Linked DNA regions of Sus scrofa: region 1 is linked to region 2. A link is a contact called in public HiChIP or PLAC-seq data. All regions are on one chromosome and are shown on one strand. The core of a region is the stretch at or near the end of the contact, and the rest is flanking DNA. Distances in the headings are between cores, read along the strand shown. Region 1 holds the start of C18H7orf25 (UPF0415 protein C7orf25 homolog). Region 2 holds the start of LOC100516527 (cytochrome c oxidase assembly factor 1 homolog).

What was found. HiChIP or PLAC-seq counts read pairs in DNA pulled down with a chosen protein or histone mark.
Region 1: a contact with region 2 is called in an H3K27ac HiChIP or PLAC-seq map of alveolar macrophages. The contact joins the promoter of C18H7orf25 here to the promoter of LOC100516527 in region 2. A contact is called at or near these places in 2 of 5 promoter capture datasets (fetal liver and liver), 1 of 47 Hi-C or Micro-C datasets (liver) and 1 of 2 datasets of contacts at active chromatin or transcription factors (alveolar macrophages).

What each region holds. Positions count from the first base shown.
Region 1 is chr18:51,922,757-51,926,207 of Sscrofa11.1, forward strand. C18H7orf25 (UPF0415 protein C7orf25 homolog) reads left to right here and starts at 1,529. Exons shown (of 2, transcript XM_005673353.3): 1 at 1,529-1,788; 2 at 2,644-3,451. The coding sequence starts at 2,665.
Region 2 is chr18:51,219,399-51,222,689 of Sscrofa11.1, forward strand. LOC100516527 (cytochrome c oxidase assembly factor 1 homolog) reads left to right here and starts at 1,361. Exons shown (of 6, transcript XM_021079234.1): 1 at 1,361-1,581.

The DNA.
Region 1 (3,451 bases), core at 279-2,778, 700 kb after region 2:
AAATTTTATAGCATTTCTTTGAGAAATTGCCTCTTCGTTGTCTTTGGTTTTGTTTCTAAAGCTCGTATTTGAACTCTTCCATGCTCCGTTACCTCCCCTTAAAAAAAAATCCTTCTCTTGACTCATGACTGAAGGAAGTATCTTTTCTCTGAGAATGCTAGTTAAGGATATTTTTTTAAAAAGCAAACAAACATTTTTTTCTGCTTTCTGTTTTCTTCAGATTCCAAACTAAAAAATGTTTGGAAGTGCTGTGTTTGTGAGTCCCAAACCTACTCACAAAGCGGTGGAGGAGAGACGCTCGATGTGGGCACCTCTAAACCATTTCTCTGTGGTCTTTCATTTGCTCTGTTTCTCCAGAGGAAAATCAGGGTTGGGGGAAGGGGGTCGTAAGGGCGGTGGGACAGGAGCGCCAGCATTCTGGAAGGCGCAGGGAAGGGGCGGACAGCGTTTTGCGATGCAGTATGAAATTTTCTTTTCATGGTGTGTCTGGAACCCATCGCAAACTCTAGGCTTCTGCCTGGGGAACAATGGGTAACCGTCCCAGCTTCACAGGACTTGCTTTAAAAACTTGTAAGCAGTAAGCACGGCCCAGGTTCAGTCCTGCCTCACTGCTCCCCTCCTTGCCTTCCTCGGTAGTTCCAGAGCCTTTCTGGGTTCTGCCTTGTGAACCACTTGAGGCAGTTTTCTCTCAGCTAACTACCTACCCCATCCGCAAAGAGGCTTCCTGGGTTCAAATAACCTCTCTCTGGCAGACTTAATGCTAAAATATATCTTTTAGGCTAAATTAATATGTGAACAAACACTTAGAACAATATCTGCCACATAGTAAGCCCTGAGGAAGTGTTGTCATTGTTCTTTGTCTTCCAGAAATGTGTTGACAATTTTTTTTAGTCTTTGGAGTTTATTCCTTCTTCATTGCTTTACTGTCATTTCAGTTGGGTTTAGGAAAGGATTAACTTAAAGTGCTCTTTAATCTTTAAAATCAGCCTCTGGACATTACTAAGCTAATAGCAATTCTCCAGCCCTTCAGAAGCCACCGGTCATTTGTCCTTTTAAGAAACGCAGCACATCCCTAATAGCACACTTTCTATGGAGAGCTCAGGATGGTGCAGGTGTAAAGTGCTTTGGCTCCGAGTTAGAAATCCCAGCTCCAGCACCTGCCAGCTGTGTAACCTTTGACAAGCCTCTCCAGCCTGTTTTCTCTTCTGTTAAAATAAGCCACATTTTTTTTCTAAGACAACAACCATTGTCGAGCGCTTGTAGGCCTTTGAACTTGACAGCAAAATGGTGCACTCGGCCTGATTGGGGGAGTTAGGCGCCGCCAGGACGTTTGCTTCATCAAAAACCACCGCCCCCCGCCGGAGAGAAGGCTAACCTTGACCAGCGAGACTGCTGGCACCCGGGGGACCGAGCAGCCGGCGCCGCAGCCGGGGAGAGGCGTGGCCCCAGAGCTCCGCCCCCGCCTCTTTCCCGGGGCGAGGCGGCCCCACGTCCCCAGGCCCGCCCCGCGGCGGGCGTGGGCGACGTCGCTGCCCTCAGCAAACATGGCCGCCGCTCTGGCGTCAGCCCTGCTCAGGAGGCCGCGCTGCCGTCTGGGAATCGCGGGCCCGGCGTCACCCGGCGCGGGGCCACGTGACGCGCTAGGCGCCCGAGGTGGCGGGGCTTGCGCAGGCGGAGCAGCCGCGGAGGCCTGAGTGGGGTGGGGGCTGCTGGGCGAGGTTTCCTGGCGGGTCCGAGCCTCGCCCGCACGTGCCTGCCTGCTCGCGCTCGCGGTCCTGGGCGCTGCCGGTGAGGAGCTGGGGAAGGGGCGAGGGGATGGGAGGGGCGCGCCCCTTCCGCGGCCGAGGCGGGGCTGGGCCCGGCCGGCCTGGCGGGGAGGGCGGTGGACGCGGGGCCCTGGCGCCGGCCGCGGGGGCTGTTGGAGCCCGAGCCGGACCTGCGGGGCCAGCGGTGCAGGTGAAGCTGGAAGGCTGGATGCCCTCCCGAAGGCCCAGGCCCGTCCGCCCGGGCCGCCACGGGCTGCACCCGTGGAGTTTATCTTCCAGGCTTTTTCCCTTCAAGTGGGACCAGGAGCCAAGTTGGTGGGCTCCTAAAACCTTTAAACATCCGCTGGGTTGATGTCACATTCAGGGACCGGGCACTCTTGATTCCTTGGCGTGCGTACCGTGTGCCCCTGGGAAATCCCGAGGCAGCTGGTTGAAGGAGCCCCATTCATGAAAGGCTTAGCGTGGCCAATGGAGAGACTCTTGTTCTGGACAGTTCGTTAACCAGCTAGTCTGTGTGGATAATTTTATTTCAGTCTTTTTATCTTGACCTTCTCTACAACCAAACGGTAAGGCCTGCTGATGAGGGAATTCCCTAACGCAGCAGGTTGCCAACCCCCTGCGTTTTATCCTAACCCGGGCATGTTGAGGACGCCGTGACCTTCAGGCTGAAGAAATGAGGGCCTAAAGCGTGTGGATCCAGCATAGGTAAGGAGGAGTTCACGGGCACAGCTGTTATCTTTCCTTAGCAATTTGGGAGGGAGTCGCTCTGGAATCACACATGCAGACGCCCTGGCCTCCATCGTCTCTGTTAGATTGAAGTCTCAGAATCCTGCGTGAAGCCTTGATTGCCATTGATTTGTTTCTTTTCTTCTCATAGGAAAGGAATAATGCTGTCAGCATGTCTGCACATTCCATGCTCTGTGAACGAATCGCTATAGCCAAGGAGCTGATCAAGAGAGCAGAATCACTTTCTAGATCACGAAAAGGTGGCATAGAAGGTGGTGCAAAGCTGTGCAGCAAATTGAAGGCAGAGTTAAAATTCTTACAGAAAGTAGAAGCTGGGAAGGTAGCTATTAAAGAGTCCCACTTACAGAGCACTAACCTAACCCATCTGAGAGCCATCGTGGAATCGGCAGAAAACCTGGAAGAGGTGGTCAGTGTCCTTCATGTCTTCGGTTACACAGACGCCTTGGGAGAAAAGCAGACCCTCGTGGTAGATGTGGTTGCAAATGGCGGTCACACTTGGGTGAAAGCCATTGGCCGAAAGGCCGAAGCGCTGCATAACATTTGGCTGGGCAGGGGTCAGTATGGGGACAAGAGCATCATTGAGCAGGCTGAAGACTTCCTGCAGGCCAGTCACCAGCAGCCAGTGCAGTACAGCAACCCTCACATCATCTTTGCGTTTTACAACAGCGTCTCCAGCCCCATGGCAGAGAAGCTGAGAGAAATGGGCATATCTGTAAGAGGAGACATAGTGGCGGTGAACTCCCTGTTAGATCACCCTGAAGAGCTCCAGCTGAGTGAGAGGGAATCGGATGACGAGGGCCCTGAACTTCTGCAGGTGACCAGAGTAGACCGAGAAAACATCCTGGCTCGTGTTGCCTTTCCGACGGAGATCAAGGTGGACGTGTGCAAAAGAGTGAATTTGGACATCACCACTCTAATCACATATGTATCTGCCCTCA
Region 2 (3,291 bases), core at 111-2,610:
TTTATAGTCAAATTTTCTTTTCTGATGGGAATGTGATCAAGAGTTTGAAGACCATTGCTTTAGACTGCCCTTAATTAGTCTGGTTATGGAACACATCAAATCTAGGTGACTCACCTGAGACTCACTGCTTTGTGGAGGAAAGGTACTTGGGTGGTAGACTGGAACCTGGGACCCTTTACCAGAGTGCTTGCACCTGAACAAATAACTCTTCCAAGACCAGGAAGAAAACTATAAGGGACTAAAAATAATTGCATGCATGTGGCAGTTGGGGGCAATTATGAACCAAAAGATATAAAGAGGCCAAAGCCCAACTACTGGTTCAGGGGTGCCAGGACCAAAAGCAGTGGACTGCACATGATCCCTGCACAAAGTACCACCAAAGAAGTGGGCAGACCATTTCAGCTATGCCTCCTGCTCAATTCATGGACGGGGCCTCTCTTGTTAACTCATTTAAGGACTCAAACAGCGAGCAAGGGCACCTGTTTCTTATTTTCCTTATAGTCTTGCTTGGAATTTTTGGCCTCTTAGCAATTTCTGTTGATTAGAGTCTAGGGACTCAGGCGGGTAACACTGGGACTTCACGCTTAACGTTAAAAAAGTAATCATGCATAGCAGTGAGGACAATGGAATGGTCAAGATGAAAATAAGGTAACTGGCCTTTATTGAACACTTTAACAAAATGCCAGACTATTCTGAGTGGTTTATATTGTGATAAGAGGAGTTCCCGTTGGGGCTCAGTGGTAATGAACCCGACTAGTATCCATGAGGATGTGGGTTCCATCCTTGGCCTGGCTTAGTGGGTTATGGATCTGGCATTGCCTTGAGCTGTGGTGTCGGCCACAGAGGAGGCTTGGATCCGGCCTTGCTGTGGCTGTGGTGTAGACCGGCAGCTGCAGCTCCAGTTCCACCCCTAGCCTGGGGATGTCCATGTGTGTGGGCCTAAAAAGCAAAAAACAAAAACTATATATCCATCCTTATGAGAAATCTATTAAGTAAATTATTATTATCGTACTACTAAAATCCGAGAGCAAAGACCACTACATTTTTTTCTTAGCACTGCATTCCCTGGAGCACAGTAAGCAGTTCATAAATATTTGGTGAATTAAAAAAAATTTTTTTGCCAAATTTCTCCGCCAAATGGGGCAAGATGGACTTGAGGGCTAGAATGGGGCTCAGATGGCCCGTGGTTCTGCATCCTTGGATGTGAACCCAAGCGCCGATCCCTGCGAGGAGCAACGTGAACCAGAGGTTTAAATTTCCTCGGCAGCCACTGCGGGACTGAATGTGTGTTGAGGGCTCATGGCGCGCAGAAAACAAAAAGCGGGGATCTGAGGAGACAAGTCCCCTCCCGGCGCGGGTCCACCTGCAGAGACGCCAGGCACCAACCTGCACCTCGCTCGCCCGGGTCCGGGGTCCGCCAGCGGCGGGCTCGTCCCGACGCTCTAGCCCACGGGGAGGCGACGCCGGAAGTCTCGACTGCTCTCCGCGGGGCGGGGCCGCCCGCCGGCCTCCGCGCTCCCCCCGCCCCGCGGCTCCCACCGGACGTCCGGGAGGAGCCCTCCCGCTCTCCGCGGCGGCGTGGTAAGCCGGGAGGCTGGCACTGCCCGCGGAGGGAGTCGGGTCTCGGCCGCCCCAGGAGTGGGTGTTCCTGCAGCGCCGGGGGCCGCGACCGCGTCCCGGGTGGGCTGTGGCCAGGGGAGTCCCCTCCGGGGTCACCTCCGGGTTGTCACCGGCCTCGACCTCCCTCCGTTGCAAGGTTGGCACCTGCGGGGCCCTGGTGGGCTCAGCTCCTCGCGACGCTGTAAGGTGCCCCCTCCTGTGTGTCTCACCGTGGTCTTGCCCTGGGGTTTCGTTGAGCGTTCCCGGGAGCACATTTGTAAAGAAGTGGACCTGGGCCCTTTGTCCGTGGCCCCAGTTTGCAGCAGCCAGAGGAGGACCCTGCCTAGATGGCTGTAGAAAAGAGCTGTTTGGCTCAGTGGTCATAATACCTTTTGGCCCCGTCACGTTTGAGCCCCACACGGGGGCTGACCATAGAAGTGAGTTTCAGTGTAAGTGAGTTTCAGGTGTGTGTGTATGTATGTGTGTGTGAGAGAGAGGAATTTTAAAATTCACAAAGATTCTTATATTTTGAAATTTCCTTTTTTTTTTTTTTCCGTCTTCCCCTAATTCCTCCTCATTCTCACCTGAGTACTGCTCCGCTTCCCTTTTATTAAAAATAGCAACTCTTTACTTAGACTTTATACATTTAAAACACAGATCTGTGTTCATCCTCTGCTTAAAGTCTTACTGGCCTCCCCATTGATTGAGGATAATAGAAATTCCTTAGGCTGGCTTCAAGACCCTGCAGGGCCTTGCTTCTGATGAATTTTTCGGTCTTATCTCCTTTCACCAAACACACAAACACCCTGTATACCACCCCCGCCGCATGCCAACCTGCAGTCATTTCGTCTCTTTGGATATGACAGTTTTATAATGATTTACCCACATTTGGAAATTTATTTTTCTATTCAGTCAGAATTTATTGAACCCTGATATTGCCAGGCACTGTTTTAGGAGCTGAGGATATAATGGGAAAAAAAAACAAAAGCACACCCCAATCCAGTCTTTTTTTTTTTTTTTTTGCTTTTTCTTTTTTTGCTTTTTAGGGCCGAAAGTGTGGCATATGAAAGTTCCCAGACTAGGGGTTGAATCCAAGCTACAGCTGCCAGACTACGCCATAGCCACAGCAACACCATATCTGAGCTGCATCTGTGACTTGTACCACAGCTCCTGGCAATGCCAGATCCCGACCCACTGATCGAGGCCAAGGATCCAACCTGCATCCTCATGGATACTAGTCGGATTCATTTCTGCTGTGCCACAATGAGAACTCCCCAAGCTACAGTCTTTTTGGGGAAAAACAAAAAAACAAACCAGATTGAGATATAGGTCACATACCTAGAACTTTACAATATACTTTGGTTTTTCGTGCATTCACAAATTTGTACAAGCAATACCACGATCAATTTTGAAAAGTTTTTATCACCCCCAGAACAAGCCCTGTGCCCATTAGCAGTCTCATGATTTCCTCCTTACTCACTCCCACTCCTCCCCACTCTTAGCCCTAAGGGGCTACTGATCTACTGGGTGTATATATTTGCCTATTCTGAACATTTCATACAATGAAATTGTAAACTATGTGGTCTTTCTTGATTGTCTTTTTTCACTTTTAACAATCATGTTCATCCATGTTATAGCATGTATCAGCACTTCATTCCTTTTTTATTGCTAGGTAATATTTCATTGTATGGA